2 separate regions of the Danio rerio genome follow, and region 2 is linked to region 1. A link is a contact called in public Hi-C data. All regions are on one chromosome and are shown on one strand. The core of a region is the stretch at or near the end of the contact, and the rest is flanking DNA. Distances in the headings are between cores, read along the strand shown. Region 1 overlaps LOC101886227 (ovostatin). Region 2 overlaps LOC101886227 (ovostatin).

What was found. A called contact is a pair of places that touch in the nucleus more often than the background predicts.
Region 2: a Hi-C map of embryo shows a contact between it and region 1, with 1.6 times the contacts expected there. The contact joins two enhancer-like sites. A contact is called at or near these places in 7 of 18 Hi-C or Micro-C datasets (caudal fin, embryo, fibroblasts and 3 more) and 1 of 4 datasets of contacts at active chromatin or transcription factors (caudal fin).

The regions. Positions count from the first base shown.
Region 1 is chr15:23,840,127-23,845,352 of GRCz12tu, reverse strand. The region is part of intron 3 of LOC101886227 (ovostatin); the gene reads right to left. Among named protein-coding and RNA genes, the nearest start is that of mir100-1, 59 kb to the left of the region's middle. Within about 2 kb of position 2,347, at least 15 of the 62 cell types and tissues checked have an H3K27ac peak or open chromatin away from gene starts, as enhancers often do.
Region 2 is chr15:23,956,962-23,962,214 of GRCz12tu, reverse strand. All of the region lies in intron 3 of LOC101886227 (ovostatin), which reads right to left. Among named protein-coding and RNA genes, the nearest start is that of mir125b-1, 48 kb to the right of the region's middle. Within about 2 kb of position 3,489, at least 13 of the 62 cell types and tissues checked have an H3K27ac peak or open chromatin away from gene starts, as enhancers often do.

The DNA of each region.
Region 1 (5,226 bases), core at 1,098-3,597:
ATTATTTATATCAGTGGTTCTGAAAGTGGAGGTCGTGGGACAATGACAGGGGGTTGCTTGGTGATTTCCAAAAGTCAAATAAACTTTATGAACCATATTTTTGTTTATTTTATCCATAACCCATAGAATATAAAAATAGTAGTTAATAGTTACATAAAAAAGCAAGAACATGCAAATTAAAAGCCATCAGCCTTTCAATTATTCTTCATAGAAATGGTGTGTTTATGTTAGATTAAAAATACGGAATAGCATCAGTGGCAGCAGATAAATTTTAAACCACCAGGTTAAATTTTCGGACACCTTTATGGCAATCAAATACATTAAAAATAAATACAGGCCACAACTGAATATCAAGAATGATCTCTGATTGGCGGTCTCCAAAACGAAACCAAGAATAGACTTGTGCCGAAAACCAATCATGTGCCAATTAGTCTCTTTAGGGAAGGTTAATATTAAACAAATTAGCAAATATACATATCATACAAATGATATTGTTGTTAGACTGTGGCACATTTTTATGTTGTCAATATGCTCATGTTTATATAGACCTGTATATATACAATTGAAGTCAGAATTATTAGCGCCCTACTGTTTTTTTTTTCTTTTTTAAATATTTAACAAATTATATTTAAAAGAGTAAGGACATTTTCACGGTATTTCCTATAATATTTTTTTCTTCTGGAGAAAGTCTTATTTGCTTTATTTTATCTAGAATAAAAGCAGTTTTTAATATTTAAAAAATCCATTTTAAGGTCAAAATTATAAGCCCCTTCAAGCTATATTTTTTCGATAGTCTACAGAACAAACTATCGATATACAATAACTTACCATATCCTGCCTAGTAACCTAATTAACCTAGTTAAGCCTTAAAATGCCTTAAAATGTCGCTTTAAGCTGTATGGAAGTGTTTTGAAAAAATCTAGTAAAATATTATTTACTGTCATCATGACAAAGATAAAATAAATCAGATATTAGAAATTAGTTATTAAAACTATTATGTTTAGAAACGTGGTAAAAAAAATCTCTCCGTTAAACAGAAATTTGGGGGAAAAACATGGGGCTAATAATTCAGGGAGGCTAATTATTCAGGGGGCTAATAATTCTGACTTCAACTGTATATGTTATTTGAATTAAATGTTTTTATTGTATTAAATTGCAATCACTTTGATTAATCTTTGATTAATCTAGATAAATCACAAATTTAAATATTTCATTTACATGTAAATGAGCGGTGTTGAAATAAAGACATGCAAGACTACATGTAACCATCAACTTAGGAAACATAAATACTATGGAAGTCAAAGGTCAATGATTTTCTTTTTTAAAAAACAGACAAAAGAGGAATGATGACAGAAAATTCAGTTTTGGGTCACAACTGCACTAATATGGACCAAAAGTTGATATTCTGAGTGTTCTTTACTCATAGCCTCAATTTGAACTGAAACTGAACTAAAATCATGATATCTGGGTGGATTCATTGATGAGAAAGAAACAATGTCTGATTCATCAGAAAATCTTTCCCCTGACAATCTACAGTTTAAGGAAACTACTTTAGTTTTCTTATATTATTATTTGACTATAAAGTGAACGAGTGCTGGAGCCAGTTGTCATTAGCTGCGCTGTTATACAGAAGAAGTTTTACTGATGCCTAGTATTGGTCTGCAGTGCAGTAAGTGCAATGACTGTGCCTTTTGCCAACTGACTCGCTTTTCTTTTTATTTAGCTTTGCTCGGTTCATATACTTATTGTATACTATATTATCTAACAAAATAACTTACGTTAACGGTCCAAAAACTAATACACTCAAATGTATATGTTATAAACAATAGTAAATACAATTTTTAAAAAGAGGAAAAATTAAGAGAAGCAAAAAAAAAAGTATTTTTTTATTTATTTATTTTAAATTTTGTAGGTTGCAAATTTTTTTTTGCAATATTTAGCTTGAATTTAATTGTATTATCTTTTAATTTCTAAATATGTTTGGTGACTAAAATATGATTTTAATAAATATATCTGCTTATTAAATCTGATTTGTTTAAATGCACCAAAATACATTGCCTATATTCACTGAGAAATGTATACAAATATTCATTTTCAAAATGGAGTTTACTCAGTTATGCTGACCACTGTATATAATAACAAATATATATTTTATTATAATATGAATATTTATACATATATGATGATACAATCCAATGTCATTAACACTAAAAGCACTGAGCCCCAGTCTCAGGCTGTCCTGACTCTCTATCTCTCCATCCTCCTCCTGCTCTTCCTCTGAGGCTGATGGAGGAGGGTGGGGTAAATCCGCACCGGTTGCCATGACACCAGACAGCCAGTGTTCGGTGAAGGCACGTAGTTTCCTCTCTGCTCTATTTCCCCGGAGTCCTAAACGCACAGCAGAGCAAAGTGTGTGCGCGCGTGTGTGAGATTTGTCTGTGTAAATGTGTATAAGAGATGCCAATGATGTTCGCTAGTGCATACATCATGTGTCAGAGTGCTGTTAAATCAGCAGCCGTGTAAACGCTCGCATCTAATAAGCATGTAGACATAAGCAGCGCTAATGCTATGCTAACCTCCTTTCGACAGGCCTTTATGCAGCACTGCAGCAAATCACGATCAGAGAGATGTTTGACAGCACCTCAGACCAAAACAGCATCTGGGAAACATCGAAGGATAATATTTCAACAACAACATCAACATTCAGAACCGACGTGAATAACGGCCGAGCTTCAATGAGGCGGTGGCACTTCTGCAAACTCGATGCGGAGCTATTATGTGTGCGCCGGTGTTACTCTCTTTATTTTCTCTTTCTCCTTTGCTCCATCTCTTTCATCATCCCAGTAAACTCTATCACTCTGTCGCTACCCAAAAGCTGGAGCCCTGATGAATAATTTAGCAGCCGATATTTGCAGCCATCTGTTTATCTTCGCCACACCATCAGTCTTCCTCACAAAGTTCCCATTGACTGCACTTTGCCATCAAACAGTGACTTCAGTCCAAGTACCGCATTAGAGGAAGGGCCATAGGGTTACACTAATGAGTTTACTTTAAAGTCACCGTCTTCCTAAAATGAATATTCTGTCATCATTTAATCACTCTCTTGTTGGTCCAAATCTGAACGGCTGTCTTTTAACTCTGGAACACACGGGAAGATGTTTCAAAAAGTGTAACCGTTGCTCTTTTACATGCAGTCATGGGACTAAAAGAGATTCTTCTATGTGTTCTTTTTTATGTTGATCACAAAAGTAGATATTTTGAAAAATGTTAGAAACCTGTAACCATTGACTTCCACAATAGACAAAATAATGAAAGTCAATGGTTACCGGTTGCAATGATTTTAAAGATAACTTCTTTTGTGTTCCACAGACCAAAGAAAAACAGCTTGTGACAAGTCAACGATGATTAAATGATGAGCATGTTCAGTTTTGGGTGAATTGATCACAATAACTGCACAAATTATGATCAAAGAAAAATAAAAAAATGTATAAAACAGATAGATAAATAAGTATGTATATATACTTAGTGTTCTTAAGTTTCAATATTAACTGAAATCAAGATAACTGGGTGGATTAATTCATGAGGAAGACACAATGTCTGATTCATCAGAAAATCTTTCTTCTGAATCATTTTTTTCAATGAAAACATTAATCCACTTCAGAAAACCGGTTTTAAGGACTCATTCATGCTTTGACTCATTGATTCAGTGATCCAACAGCAGATTACTGAAGGGGGAGATTATGCTACTGTTTGAAAGTTTGAGGTCAACTAGATTTAGTTATTTTATTTATTTAAATTTTTCAAGAAAAAAGTAATTTAATTCATCAAATATGTGTTAAATTGTTTTCAATAAATAACTATTTTCATCATATACAGCATGATAAGATGTTTCTGAAGTGTTTCCACAGACAATCACAGGGAAAACAATAATGTATATTAAAAAATGTTAATTGTTTGTTTCACAATATTACCATTTAATGTATTTTTTTATCAAATAAAAGCAGCCTTGGTAAGCTTAAGAAACGTTTATTAAAGCGTATTGTTAAGAAATTGATTTTTTTATTGACTATTTTATTAGGATAATTTATTTTTTTTCAGATTGTGATCATGTTTGTGTTTCACACCAAAATCCTTAGTTTAACTCACATTTATTAACTTAGCAGATGCTATTCTCTGAAGTAGCCTACAAACGAGGACAAAATAAACTAGTCAAATCCCCACAAGAGGGTAGTACTGTATAGTATAGTATAGTGTAGTATAGTAAAGTATAGTGTGGTGTAGTATAGTATAGTATAGTGTAGTATAGTATAGTATAGTATAAACTCTCAGAAATAAAGGTACGCAAGCTGACATTGGGGTGGTACCTTTTCAAAAGGTTGAAATTTGTACTTAAAGGGTCCATATTTGTACCTCCAAAGTATATATTAGTACCTACAAATTTTAGGAGGTAGACTTTTGTACTTTTCAGGTACCAATAGATATTATTATGGATCTTTTAGGTACAAATCTGTACCTACCACCCCAGTGACAGCTCACATACCTTTATTTCTGAGAGTGTAGTATAGTATTTGGTATAGTATAGTGTACATAGAAGTGTTTATTTTTTAAGAAACAAAAAACAAGCAATATATTAGGATTTAGAAAAAGCAATTGCTAATGGTGGAGGATCAATCTTAACAAAAAAAAGAACCAAAACATAATACTTTGGTCAAAAATTACTAAAATATAACGCATAATTAAAATGAAGCACTGTTATTCTAACTTTTGATACATAAAACCTTTTTTAAAAATGAAAGAGGTAAAGTAAAAGTTAAAATATTAATATGAATGAATAATAATAACATTAATAATAAACATATGATTATTTATTTATTATTATTATTTGATTGAATTGCACATAAATTCAGCCATGAAACTTACTCTCCAGCAGTAAATTAAACCCTGCCTCCATAAGTTATGAAAATCAAATGATATTATGACATGTAGCTCCACAATATTTACCTTTATATATTGTTAACATTGTTTATGACTCTGGGTCATGGGAGGTGAAAAGGCATAATAAGTGACTTATGTATCAACTCCCAAAACTCCCTCAATAACCACATTATGCTTCAACTACCAACAGGCGGCAGAGCAGTTCACAGCATCCCCACCCTGTGGTTTTATTTAACAATGTTTAATCAGACTACACCAGGACGCGCTGCTTGTGATTATAGTGGATGATAG
Region 2 (5,253 bases), core at 2,240-4,739, 120 kb before region 1:
AGTTTTTCACGTGCACGCGCAAACCCGGGAGATTTCAAACCTGAGGCCCCGCCCTCTGACACAGTAACCCAGACACACACACACACACACACACCCACAAACACACGCACACAAACATGCCGGTCGATTGAAGTCACACTGCAGATGGATATATTGAGTCTCTACCCAAACATGAAACCTCAGCATTATAGCCAAGCAGTTGGAAACTACTGGAAACTTCTGGAAGCTACATGCTACAAAGAATACTTCATCTGCGTTTGCTAAAGGAAGGATCAGTAACTTACTGATGGACATCAGGATGGGTTTCTTCCATTTCTCAAGTGTAAGTACGTGCGGTTAAAGTTGTTGCCTCGTTGACTCTAGCTTGCAAATGTATTTAGTTGTGATTTGTTACTTGTAACCGAGTGTACTGTATCAGGTTAACTGGCTATATTCTCTTATCGCGTGCAAAGTCACGTTAAAAACGCGACGCGTGGTGCTTTGTTTATGGAGCTCCGTGGTAACGTTAGAGGTGTGCATACCCGCGGCTGTCCCCGCGCCAGATTTCTGCGGCGCGGGAATAAATTTCCGAATAAATCGCCGGAGCGGTCGGTAACGGGTTTGATTTGGGACGGGAGCGGGCTGCCTGAGAAAGAGAAAGATGTGTCTGCTTGGTGCTTGTGTGTTAGTGCGCACGCGCGCGTATGAGAGAGAGAGAGAGAGAGAGAGAGAGAGAGAGAGAGAGAGAGAGAGAGCGAGCGAGCGAGCGAGCGAGAGCTTTATGCTTGGTGCTGTGTGTGTGTTTATACAGATTTTCGGTTTTGTTCTCCCCCGCTCTTTAGCGGGATCGGGCGCGGCGGGCAGAATATGGGGCGGGTTCTAAGGCTAAAACCTGGCGGGTGCGGGCGGAAGCGGGAGCGTTCTCGTCCGGAGGTGTGTGTGTGTGTGTGTGTTTGTGTGGCAGCTAAAATCCACGCCTACACTATCTAGCGTGTATGAACTGTGATTACTTTTTAAATTGCTGATTAGCTATTGGCCATTTCACTCTCTGACTGAAGGCAGTCGACCAATCGCGACAGACTGTCATCGGTCCAATCAGCGCAGATTAGCTTCGCGCTAAGGAGGGGTTTGGGAACAAATGAATCACTGAACGATTCATACAGGAGTCGCTGGGATAATTAGGTAAAAATAAATGCAGATTATAAGACCATGAAAGTGTTTTTTGACCTTGCATGCATATTAGACTGTTGTTGGAGACCCTTACAACCAAGATATGACCCTATTTCATGTATAATATGGGCTCTTTAAGGTGATCATTGCCAGTTTTCTGTTGTTTGGCTGCAAAAATAGAAACCGTTTCTAAAATATAAATTCCAGGTGTTGGTTAGGACAAAAACTCCTTTTAATAGTAACATATTCCTTTTATTTAGAACACAATATAAATTAGCCTGAAAACAGGCTCACTTCTGTTGGTCTTTAATCTGGCAACCTATGCTTGCTTGTGTTTTGTTCGAAGAATGCACTACCTAGTTCAACCACTGGGTGTCAAACTTACATACTGCACCTTTAAGTAATAAAATATTTGCATAAATGTGACCCTGGATCACAAAAACAGTCATAAGAATCAATTTTCTGAAATTGAGATTTATACAATGGTTTGTTAGAATACTACAATAGACACATATATGAAAATCTATGTATCTGTGGGTTAAAAAAATCTAAATACTGAGAAAATTCAATTTAAAGTTGTCCAAATTAAGAACTTAACAAGACATATTACTAATATTAAATTTTGATATATTTACACAAGGAAATTTACAAAATATTTTCACTGAACATGATCTTTACTTAATATTCGACATAGAATGTATTGCCAAAAAAACACCCATGCAATATAAGAATTGGTTTTGTGTTTTAAAATAAACCAGTAATTTGAAAACATGATAATAGTTCTTAAACATAACCCTAACATATCAAAAGTAAAACCATGTGACTTAGTTGAACTGCCAATAGTTTAAAAAGCCCTGTCAAAACTGTGAGGTATAGATTCCTTCACAGTTCAATAAAGTACATTCCCGAACACGTGTGTTTGCTTTAATAATGTTCATGAGCATGCACATCACAAGAACCCCAGTGAGCCATTAAACCCATTAATAATAAATGCACTGAGTGCCTGGCCTAAAATGCCTGAACACGACACATATGACATTAGCTACATGGCAAGTATATATTCCTACTGTAATTAAGCACAGGATTGTGTTGAACAGGAGTAAAGTGAGATTGGCTCTTGTGATTGGCTGCTTCGTCCACCAATGTGCCGCTGCAGCTCACCTCTAATCAGCCTCTTCCTGTAGACCGACTCCAACAGCGCTTCTGTTTCCTTTTATCTTTCCTCCCCTCCGCCTTCAACAGATCACATTGCACAGCAAAAACGCCTGTTAACTCTCCCCGTCCTCCTGCAGCCTTCCCAACCTGACAACAAAGAAATTGGTCGACAAAGCTTTTTGGGGTTGAGAATTTCAGCATTCGCACAGCAGCTGTTTTAGTTTATGAAGCTATAGGTTAAAAATGCCCTTTTATTAATTAGCACAATGAATATTCAGACTGTATTTCAAATGCATTAGTCATTCAGTCATCTGTTATATTAAGATCAAGAGTGCAGGTATTATGTAAATATGTGAATATCTGATGCAATGCTTTCAGGAATGCAGAACATCTGGCATTGCACCACATTCCACTGAATTCCCTCAGTCATTTTTGAGAAAAACCTGAAGGTATCTGTTTCGTTTTGTGGCATGTGTTGCTGTTCTAAATAAAGAAAAAAAGAAAAGAGAGATGTTTTATTACTATTTTTTTTCTTCCAGGCATCCTTGGACTATAACTCACGTTCTTGGCCTTGGTGTTGTACCCATTCCTGGCACACCATAAAAAAAATCGTTTTACAATATCTGTTGTGAAAAGCCGCACCTTGATAAAATGTAATTGAATTTAGTTTGTCCTTGGTCTTCTGCGACTTTACTGAAATAAAGAAATGAATTCATAGCATGGCGTGAAGGACATAAGACATTCAATATGCAAGTATACTTTCAGCGCAATTGCAAAGTGTCTCATCGGCCAACCTTGTGACGGCAAGGAATATTTGATTTGAATTGGGACTCCCTCGAAATACTGGAATCATGGCTTTTAATAGATTTAAAAAGAGTTGCTCATCAATTATGCAGCATCTCCTGCCTTTAAGATGAGACGGCAAAGATAGCTTAAGGAAAATGAGAGACTTTTCAGAGCTGGATTCTGTGCCTGTGTTAACAAAATAAACTCCATACGTCTTTTCTTTAACGTGAACGCGCGGAACTGCGTGCGCTAGAGAGTCTGCGAGGGGCCAGGTGTTGCTAGATTCGGCTTCTCAATGTCACCGGTGATGTGGAAGGACAAAGGCAGTATTGAGAGCCCAGTCAGAGGCCTGGGAGGAGCGGGATAGTTTTACAGAAAAGCCTCTGTTTGTGCCAAGCCTGCACCCGTACACAACAGACACTGTGTTCTGCTGCTCCGCTCCCAGCTTTGTCCTTGCGCTCTGCCTCTCTCTTCCCCCCTCTTTTCTCCTTGTTTCGAACAGGTAGCAATGGTGCTCGCATCTAGGCCACAGATCGGAGAGACAGATAGCTGACTGTTAAGAACACAGTTTGGCATTCTAGACTCGGGCTCTTAACGTCCCACACAAAGACCTGGAGCCGGACGGAAACATGATAAAGGTGCGCGCCATCTCGCTTGCTAAGCACACCGAGCAGTGACGCCCCCCACCTCAGACTACTGGGAAGTCTCGCTCCAACGGACATCTGTCTGTGGTCTTTTACCTGCTGGGAATGGAAGACCTTTGAAAGGAAATCTAAACTTAATCATTCCTAAAACATGTGAAAAACTTCTGAAATATGTCAAATGCATGGTTTTGGAACATTTTTCAGCGAGACCAATGTGATCACATCAACACGTCCATATTTTTTACATGAGACTTTGAGAATAAAATGTTTCCAGCTTGTTTAAATATGGTTTTACATGTAAAGCTTAAGTGGTTTTCAGTAGGAAATGAAATGATGAGATTGGAACGGCTAGATTAAACCAACTCAAACCAAAAAAAAGCTGCACAAAAATGACATTTCTATATATTTCCTGGTTTTAAATTAAAGTAGAAAGGAAACCTGTTTTACTGATATCCTTCCATAGTCGAAACACTGACTGAGCAATTATATGAGATGTAAGATGTTCTTACACATTCACTCTTAAAAATAAAGATTCCAAAAAGGGGTTTTCAGTGATTCCTTAAGAACTATTTATGATACCACAATGACATTTTGACTGAACGGTTGTTCAACAAAAAACTTTACACTTATTGGAGTTAACTTGAAAAGTTCAGATGCAAAAACCTGTAAATGCCATTTGAAATGTTCTTCTAAAAATCAGCATTTTCATCAGGGTCCAGTGTGTAGGGTCCAGCTTCAAGGTGAAATAACTCAACATAAACAATAGAGGCTGAAAATAATGCTTATTTTTCTATGGAAATTTCAGATGGCACTTAGAGGATTTTGCATCTAAACTGCTTGTTAACAAAGGTTCAGCAGCAGGACCATGCCTCACTTTGCCTCAAACAATCACCTACTCCCTAAAACGTATTTAAGGCAGACCAGCCCTCTAGCACTGTTGTTCTCGTTCTCTCGAACCCTCCCTCCCTCTATTTCCTTGCTTCCCATTAACAATTCTTATAACCCTTTCTTCCCTCCTAGGTCAGGGGTTAAACCAAAATATTACAGAGATGGTACCCCCACTCTGAGTCTCTGGGCATCATCGTAAGATGCCCGAACTACCTACCTACCTGTTGACTGTTTATCATCTTACCTCCATTCCCCTTTATCACACTCTTCCCTTACTATCCCTTTTTTATCTCTAGAAATAAAATCCATCAATCTAAAAACCCAAGGACAGTGCCATGGCGCAGTGGGTAGCGCTGTCGCCTCACGGCAAGAAGATCACTAGTTTAAGCCCGACTGGGTCAGTTGACATTTCTGTGTGGAGTTTGCATGTTCTCCCCGTGTTTGTGTGGGTTTCCTCTGGGTGCTCTGGTTTCCCCCACAGTCCAAAAGCATGGGCTATAGGTAGTGTATGTGTGCGTGTGAATGGGTGTATGGGTGTTTCCCAGTTCTGGGTTGGGGCTAGAATGGCATTCGCTTGGTATAAAGGAATGCTGGATAAGTTGGTGGTTCATTCCGCTGTGGCGACCCCATA